3 separate regions of the Mus musculus genome follow, and regions 1 and 3 are each linked to region 2. A link is a contact called in public Hi-C and HiChIP or PLAC-seq data. All regions are on one chromosome and are shown on one strand. Each heading gives the region's core, a stretch centred on a gene start, on an enhancer-like site or on the middle of the called end of the contact. The rest is flanking DNA. Distances are from core to core; before and after follow the strand shown. Region 1 overlaps Helz (helicase with zinc finger domain). Region 2 holds the start of Cacng4 (calcium channel, voltage-dependent, gamma subunit 4). Region 3 overlaps Helz (helicase with zinc finger domain).

What was found. A called contact is a pair of places that touch in the nucleus more often than the background predicts. HiChIP or PLAC-seq counts read pairs in DNA pulled down with a chosen protein or histone mark.
Region 1: a contact with region 2 is called in a Hi-C map of cerebral cortex, with 2.0 times the contacts expected there. The contact joins the enhancer-like site here to the promoter of Cacng4 in region 2. A contact is called at or near these places in 4 of 39 promoter capture datasets (the HPC-7 cell line, cranial neural crest, hippocampal neurons and 1 more), 4 of 484 Hi-C or Micro-C datasets (the HL-1 cell line, cerebral cortex, nephron progenitors and 1 more), 10 of 115 datasets of contacts at active chromatin or transcription factors (SST interneurons, craniofacial prominence, embryonic basal ganglia and 7 more) and 1 of 9 other capture datasets (pancreatic islet).
Region 3: a contact with region 2 is called in an H3K4me3 HiChIP or PLAC-seq map of embryonic stem cells, with 2.7 times the contacts expected there. The contact joins the enhancer-like site here to the promoter of Cacng4 in region 2. A contact is called at or near these places in 2 of 39 promoter capture datasets (both in embryonic stem cells), 7 of 484 Hi-C or Micro-C datasets (the HPC-7 cell line, cranial neural crest, embryonic fibroblasts and 4 more), 9 of 115 datasets of contacts at active chromatin or transcription factors (craniofacial prominence, embryonic basal ganglia, embryonic forebrain and 5 more) and 1 of 9 other capture datasets (embryonic stem cells).

The regions. Positions count from the first base shown.
Region 1 is chr11:107,654,419-107,657,118 of GRCm38.p6, forward strand. It overlaps Helz (helicase with zinc finger domain), which reads left to right. Exons shown (of 33, transcript NM_001368755.1): 24 at 1,626-1,830. Among named protein-coding and RNA genes, the nearest start is that of Mir6932, 18 kb to the left of the region's middle. Within about 2 kb of position 1,298, at least 5 of the 459 cell types and tissues checked have an H3K27ac peak or open chromatin away from gene starts, as enhancers often do. A contact at or near this core is called in cerebral cortex, where this site is marked.
Region 2 is chr11:107,793,296-107,795,995 of GRCm38.p6, forward strand. It overlaps Cacng4 (calcium channel, voltage-dependent, gamma subunit 4), which reads right to left and starts at 1,411. Exons shown (of 4, transcript NM_019431.4): 1 at 950-1,411. The coding sequence starts at 1,169. It overlaps Gm11650 (predicted gene 11650), which reads left to right and starts at 577. Exons shown (of 2, transcript NR_165828.1): 1 at 577-670; 2 at 1,643-2,558.
Region 3 is chr11:107,616,839-107,619,538 of GRCm38.p6, forward strand. Helz (helicase with zinc finger domain) reads left to right here. Exons shown (of 33, transcript NM_001368755.1): 14 at 2,145-2,478. Among named protein-coding and RNA genes, the nearest start is that of Mir6932, 20 kb to the right of the region's middle. Within about 2 kb of position 1,348, at least 10 of the 459 cell types and tissues checked have an H3K27ac peak or open chromatin away from gene starts, as enhancers often do. A contact at or near this core is called in embryonic stem cells, where this site is marked.

The DNA.
Region 1 (2,700 bases), core at 48-2,547, 140 kb before region 2:
TGGGCGTTGTAGTTCAGAACTCAAGTCTTCATGCTATGCAGCAAGCATTTTACCAACTGAGTCCTCTCTTTAGCCGCATACAAGGTTCCTTCTAATCTGTAGTTCATAGTAATATGCATATATATTTTAATTCTCTATGTATGTAGTATATAGATACAGTCCATTTGTTATTTACTGATGAGTTCTGAGAAAGGCAGTTTTGAGTGCTGTCACCATCAAAGCAAATACCAGGAAGGACAGCCATGATACTGTTTGGCAGAAATCATCACTTTATGTATGCAGTGTGGTATGACTAATTGTTATGCAGAGTGTCACTCTTTATAGATGTGAGTATGTGCATGTATCATTACAAGTATATAAACATGTATGCATATGTGTGTGTAAGACTAGAAGTACAGATTTTCTATAAATTGAGCTACTCTCAGTTTTGAAAACCTCATTACATGGTTCATAAATACATGGTTCATAAATACATGGTTCATAAATACATGGTTCTGTATTAGTGTTGTGAGGCAAAGTTTCTTATGGTCTTGTTGTATATAGTATGCTCCTAGGCTATCTACACTTTTGTCATTGAGAAAGATTCTATCTACACTGTACTTAGATAAATATTAGCCTTAAAGATTTGAGGTAGGATGAAGTGGAAACTTAAAGGGTTCTTTGGAGAGTCTGTTGTGTTGGATGGTGTTTTGTTGGGGCAAACGTGTGAAGGAATGTTGTCCTAAAGTGGACACAGGTGAAAGACTAACTCGTGAAGGAACATTTTATTGAAGCAGACACAGGTGAAAGGATGTTCTGTTAGAGTATGCATCTGAAAAGACACATGATGAAGGATTTTTTGTTAATAACATGTATGTATAGGTCTGTCTTATATTGTGTAGTTGAGCTGCATTTGTCTGGATTCCATTAGAGAGAAACACACCAAAAATCTCCTGTGGTGTGCTGTAGTTTTTTTGTCGCTTTTTTGGACTCAAGCTGATTGGCACAGTGATGTCACTGAATCAGACACACGTGCCGAGGCAAGACCCATAGAGGATACGGGACGTTTAGAGGGTAGAGATAGGACTCGACAGACAGTGACGGAGTCAGAACTAGGTTTACTTAGAGAACTAGCTGTATAACACTTGTGGGTCTTGTGTCTTTGTTGATCATTGTTTCTATGAGAGAGGCACAGGCAAGAACTTGCCCTGGTGTCCCTCCTGGTCCCTCCTGCTGACTCGAGCCGAGGCTGAGGCCCGGCTGTCCCTGCTAGGCAGTGCCACCGCTGTGGATTCCTGCTTGCTATCCAGACTCTACCACACTAGCCTGCTGGTGCATCCAAAAGTGTTTGTGAGTGGATAGAGCTGCTGCAAACCTGTGAACTGAACTGCTGATTTTCAGACAACACAGATGGCAGTTTCTAAACAGGTCCTCTTCCCCCATATCCTTTCTTTTCCACTATCTCTGATGGGTGATGGGCTACAAGGGAGATAAAAATATTTAAGAACCATCAAAAATAGGTTTTAAAAACAATTAGTTACTGTTGGTATCCAACGTGGGGCAGTGGGCAGAATTTGAACTTATCTTTAGTTACTTCCATTCATCCACTGGTACTTGTAACCTGAATTTCTGAATCTTTCCCGCAGAAAGTTTTGGGAGCGGTTTATTGCCCTGTGTCATGAAAACCACAGCTTGCACGGGATCACGTTCGAACAGATCAAGGCACAGTTAGAGGCTTTAGAACTCAAGAAGACTTACGTGTTGAATCCACTGGCTCCTGAGTTTATCCCCCGGGCTTTACGACTGCAGCATTCAGGAAACAGTAGCAGACAGCAGCAGTCACCACCCAAGGTAAAGGCCCTGCTTTACACTGGCTTGTTGTTAAAGTACTGGAATTAGGGTCACATTTGGTGGCCACAGCTGTATTTGCAAGGAACTTTGCTGAGACTTGGGTGCTGGGGACCATGCTTACTGTTCAGTCGTCCGCTCCAGCTGTGAGGTGGCTGACAACCTGCAGTACCTTTGCCTACCCTCCAGCACTCCTCCCTTGATAGGCGCGAGGCCGGCAGCAGATGTGAATACAACCACAGCGTAAAGGGTTATTACTAAAGATATTTATTAACTTGTGAGTGAGTGAGTGTGTGTGTGTGTGCGTGTGCGTATGCGTGCATGCCACACATCTATGCCATGCAGATATGAGGAAGGAGGTCAGAGGACAACTTGGGAGTCAGTTTTGTCTTTGAGCAAATTTCCTTCACCTACTGATTCACCTTACCATCCCCAGTGACACACTTAAAGCATGTTGATACAAACTCTTATGTACAGAAATTACATTTTAAAATAATTTTTCAATAAAGAAAAGCAACCGTTTCATTTCAAGTGGTATTTGGACATAGTTGAGACAACTTGCTGGATTCTTGAAGATAGAATGGTTCTGCGGTCTGGAAGCAGCCTGTTTAGAATGGGTAGAGCTGGGGGTAGGGGGAGGTCAAGGCCATTTTCAGTTTTGAGCTACAGTTATTTTGAGCAAAGACAGCTGGCTTGTTTACTCCAGTGCATGAAAAAAAATTCTTGCATTTAGCATCCTGAAAAGCAGATTCTGAAACTGGCATGTGTGGGATTCACTGCAGTCTGCTGATGACTTTATTGACTTTATAAAAAAAAAATTAAGCTTACTATCTGAATTTAAAGAGTATATTAGCATTGGTCTTCCAATATCTA
Region 2 (2,700 bases), core at 161-2,660:
GGAGGTTTCTGCCTCGCGCTCCTAGAAGCTGTCCCCACAGTCCAAGGGACTCAATCCCTATCTCTAGATGCATTTCAACCGAAGCACACCTCTCAAGTCTCTGTATACTAGGGGGGTCACAGAGCCCCGCCCTGCCCTAACAGCGACCACGCCCCTCCCAGCCCACTCTTGGTCCGCTGTTGACTCTCCTCTCCCCAGTTTGGTTCCTACGGAGGTCTCTTGCCGACTTCGTGCTGAGGGGCAGTGACCCAGGGCTTGCTGCCTCAGTTACGGGAGACGCGGCGCGGTTCCCCTCTTGTACCCATCGCGCAGAGAGGAGTGAGTCTGTGGTGTCAGGGATCAAGAGAAGGCCGGCCGGCTGGAGCTACCTGGCTCCCCCAGAACCGCTTGGGGCCCAACCTGTACCCCGCCCTTACCCTCTCAGTTGGGGGCTTGGAGTGAGCGCCTAGCTGCCCCGGGGCTCCCCGCCCCCGGCCGGCCCCGCCCCAGGATGGCCAGTTCCCATAGCAATCGCACAGACACCGGTTGCCAAGCAACCCCTCCCCCTCCTCCCGCGTCCGCTTTCCCCCCAACCCTAGACTCCTCCCGCCCCCACGCCAGCCTCCACCTCCCCCAGGGGCGCCGGCGAGGCCCCTGGGGATCGCTCCGCTCTCGGGTTGCGCGCGCGTGCGTGAGTTTCTGTGTGTTTCATTGTGTCTGTGCGCGAGGGGGTGTGCGCGTGCGAGCCGAGAGTTTGTGGGATCGGTGTGTTGGGGAGGTCCCCAGCCTAGAGGGACCCGAGGCTGCTGCGCCCGTGTCCACTCGGGAACCCACCCTCCCAGCTTTAGGTTCTTTGTGTCTCGCGTGGAGCCAGCGCCGCGCCCACCCCTCCCCCGGCCCACTCCCCGGGGCAATGTGTGCGTGTGCATGTGTGCGTGTTATGTGTGTGCGTTGGGGGTAGGGGTCCTACCTTCGATGCAACACACCCGCCACAGTCCCGAATGGGTGAGGTCGCCGCGAGCGCGGCGGGGCGGGGGCCCGTCGTCCATGGTCAGGTTGGTGCCGTTGCAGATGTGCGCGCTGGAGTACAGCCAGTAGTCGGTGCCGATGGCGATGGCCATGAGCGAGAAGGCGGCGAAGGCTCCGGCCGTGGTCAGCAGCATCTGCAGCCCGCGGTCGCATCGCACCATGGTGGGCGCCTCATAGTCCGCCGCCCGCCGGCCCGGCCCGCCGCGCCCGCCCGCCCTCCTCCCTCGGCGCGCGGCTCCGGGGGCTCCAGGGGCTGGGGGGCCGAGGGCCGGGGGGCGGCGCCGCGCTGCGCGCTCCGACCCCGCGCCCCGGGCGTGCCTGCGCTCCGGCTGCGCGGGGCTCAAACTCCGAGGCGCGGCGGCGAGTGAGGGCTGCGCGGGCTACGCGGGCCGCCGGGCGGGCTGGCGGCGGCGGCAGCGGCGGCGGTGGCGGCCGGGGGCTCCTCCCTCTCGGCCCGCCCTCCCCTCCGCTCTTGGCCCGCGCCCTCCGCGCCTCCACCCACCGCCCGCCGCCCGGCGCGCTCTCTCGGCGCCGCCCCTCCGCCTCTGGCCCCGCGCTCGCTCTCCCACGGCCGGGATTTTCCCTCCCCTCTCTCCCCTCCCTGCGCTCACGCGCGCTCTCTTTTCTCTCCCAGGCTTCATTCACATTATCAGAGCGAAGGAAGCCGAGGGAAAGAAAGATTGGTTCCCTGGAAGGACCCCGGGGAAGCTGCGTCTCCAGTCACCTCTCTTTCCAACCCGGGACAGCCAGGATCTCCTTAGTCCCCAGGATTCTGTATCCCATTCTGTGGGATGGAGATTGCGTCCCCTTTCCTTCTTTCCCCACGGCCTTATGGCTGTACCTGGTTATGAAGGTCTAGGCAGGGATGTACTGTGAGACTCCTCGCGTTTCCAAAGGGCCCAGATGTGGGTCACAGACGGGAGACATTCTTTATGGGCCAAGCCAGATGAAGATCACCTCCATTTCAACCGAAGCAAGCCAAGGGGTTCTAGCAGGCACTGGGGAGCTCTGGACTTCTTCGAAGGGGGACTGAGGATGTGACACACTACAGTCACACTTCTGATAGTCCATTGCTGATAGAGGCAGGAACACCAGCAACTACATTGTAGCCTCCAGCTGTTTCTTCTCCCTGTCCTTCTCTGAACCTTTACTTTTTCTCCGGTTGGCTCTTCCTCAGCCTAACCGGCTCTTCCTCACCTCCCCTTAACCTTGTCAGACTCTGCCTCGGGGCCTCTGGCCTCTTCCCTTAATTGCTTTTGGTGCTGGCAGGGTCCCAAGCTGGATACACTCCGAGCTCCTTGGAGCCAGGCTCCTTCCTTGCCACCCAGTTCCCCTCCTCCCCTGCAGGAGGCCTGAAACCCACGGGGGGGGGGGGAACTCAGGCCATTTCTTACACCCTTGTCCCTGTTGCATCCTCGAGGGTTGTTCTGTGGGCTGCTGTTCTGACCCCCTGGGATTGAAAGAGACACATGGAAAGCTGCTGCCCTTGCAATTTTACCTCCCGGGCCACTTTCCCAGCTTTCCTCAGAGAAAATAAATGAATGACCCCAGCCTCAGAGCACTCACTGTTCTTCCTCTCTGGAGAGTGTGAGCTCCCCCCTCGTATATAGCCGTGTGTGGTAGCAATGTGCAAATGTTTGCCCTGGGAAAAATTATCTTTTGCTGGGAGAAGGGAATATAAACAAATAGAAA
Region 3 (2,700 bases), core at 98-2,597, 180 kb before region 2:
TCTCCCTCTGCTGCAGTAGACCAGGCCTTCTCTTGTTACTGGCCTGATTCTTGTTCATGTAGTCGGAAAAAATCTCATGAAACCAAACTTACTGTATAGCTCTGGCATTTGAAAATTGAAATATCACTTCAGAGATAATGAGCTAACAAATGCTGGCATTGGCCCTCCGTGTTTCTTAGGAGCTAGACCAGTGCTTTTACAGTAGTTGGAAATTTTGTTGGCTGTTATTGTGCCTCCTGGGAAGGCTGAGATTACATAGACTCCAGGATTGATCCAGAATGTGGTGTGCAACAGTGGAAAGGATTGTCTCTGTTCATTTAGCACCCTAAATGCTTTGTATTTAAAGTGTTTGAATTTCAAAGTGCTGTTCTTTAAAGGATTCATCTTATTTTGAATTCTGTGTCTGTCTTTTTGTGCATGTGCAAGTATTTGCATGTAAGTGCAGGTGCCCAAGAAGGCCAGAGGAGAGGGGCAGAGCCTCTGGAGTGGGGCTTCATTAGAGTTATCCAGGTTAAAGAGGCCGAGTGGCCAGCGACTTAACCATTAGTAGGAACACACAGTGCCTCCAGAATCAGGGCTTTGTGACAGTATTGTAGAGGAATAGCAGTTGGTGAGAGAGGAACCTTCAGTGTAACTCAGCTTTTAGCATGGACACACGGAATGGTGGAGCCTTTTTTTTTTTTTTTTTTTTTTTTTGGTTTTTCGAGACAGGGTTTCTCTGTTGTAGTCCTGCTATCCTGGAACTCATTCTGTAGACCAGGCTGGCTTCGAACTCAGAAATCCGCCTGTCACACACATGGGAGGGGTCAGGGGTTATTTGGTGCTACATGTCTGGGCATGGAGAATGCAGGAACAAAGGCATCCATTAGGGAGTAAGATGAGGGCACACTGGGCTTTGAGAAGGTGTCCGAGTTTGGATGGAAATGGAGGAATAGAGGACAGACGGCAGAAAGCCTCTGGACGTTTGCAGAGGAGGGAGTTTAAAGAGGAGGGTTGCTGCAAATACAAGGGAGGTGATTTGAAGCTTGGACATCACTGTTAGCTATAGAGAGCTCCTGTCAGTCAGCAGTGTATTAGAGGTAGTGCTGTCTCCCAACCCTGAGCCAGTTTTAATTACCCCAGGTCCTTCTCAGTGTATGGAAGGCAGCTCTATTTAAAGAAAGAAGCTTTATCTAAAGAATCATTCAAGACACAAGATTCTAACTATCCTGGACTAGCTTTGTAGACCAGACTGGCCTTGAGCTCACAGAGATCCTCCTGCCTTTGCTTTCCCAGTGCTGGGATCAAAGGGATGTACTGCCCTGACCCCCAAGCCCCTGCTGTGAACGTTTTAACTGTGTAAGCTAGTCTCGATTCTCTGTGATGCCTTCAGATGCATAGTCTCTCATAGTCCCATGCACGTGTGGGTGCATGAGGGTCCCGATGGCTGTCTACTAAAATAGGCTTGGTCCCCCCCTCCCCCCATCATTCCTGCACTAGAGTCAGTTCCTTATACTAACTAGCAAACTTGTATTTCGGTTGTTATTTGTTAGCATTACTGAAAGGGAATGTTACGTCTGGATTCTTTGGGAAAGACTTACCTCGCAGGCACTGACCTGAAAGTCCGCTCTAGCTTTAGTTCAGTGTCTTTCCTCCTAGGTTAGGCGCTATTAAAGTCTTAAGTATCTCAACTATGTTGTAAGTGGTTCTCCTATTAATGTATTCCACTTTATTACTTATAAAGTAGTCACCCATAGTTTACTCAGACTTACAAGAATTATTTATTTGTGCTTGTGCATGTGTGTGTATGAGAGGCAGGGCTTACATACAGGGGTGAGAGGAGTCAGTTTGCATCTTCTACCACGTGGCTACTAGAATGGAACTCAGGATATCAGGCTTGGCACAAGGCACTTTTACTCACTGAGCCCTATCAGGGGCCCCATGCAGTCTTTTAAAAATGCATACCTTCAACGCAACTAATGCTTATGTAACTTGTCTTCAGCTTGGGTTAAAGGCAGAAAGATATCATCTATAGAGTTGCTAACTTGTACAGTGTGGAATTGATAGAGTTTCATATTCCTTATGTTTATATTTGAATTTCTTTGTTGTGTTTTTCTAGTTCTTACAGTTTTGATACTCAAATTAGTTTTCTGCTTTTGATTTAGGTTCAACCTTAAAGTGCAATTGCAGATTTTAGCAAGCTTCATGCTCACTGGAGTTTCTGGGGGTGCAAAGTATGCTCAGAATGGACAACTTTTTGGTCGTTTCAAGCTTACTGAAACCCTCTCGGAAGACACTTTGGCTGGACGGCTGGTGATGACCAGGGTCAATGCTGTTTATTTATTACCAGTCCCTAAAGAGAAGCTCGTTCAGTCCCAGGGAACCAAAGAGAAGGTTTATGAAGCTACTATTGAAGAAAAAACAAAAGACTATGTATTTTTAAGGATATCCAGGGAATGCTGTGAAGAGCTTAGTCTGCGGCCTGACTGTGACATCCAGGTATGTTTGCAGGCAGTGCCTTCCTTCTCCCAGGAGTGTGTCACCTATGCCAGCGGTCGCCCTGGACCAGAATGCATGTGACTTTGAAGTCTCATCCTGGCTGGTTGGAACTACAGCTTCAGTCACCTTTTGAGTTTAAGGAACGTGTAGTCTGTTCCAGTCTTGTAGAAGCTCTAGACTTCGACATCAGCAATGGAAGAGCAGATGTTTTGGAAACTGCAG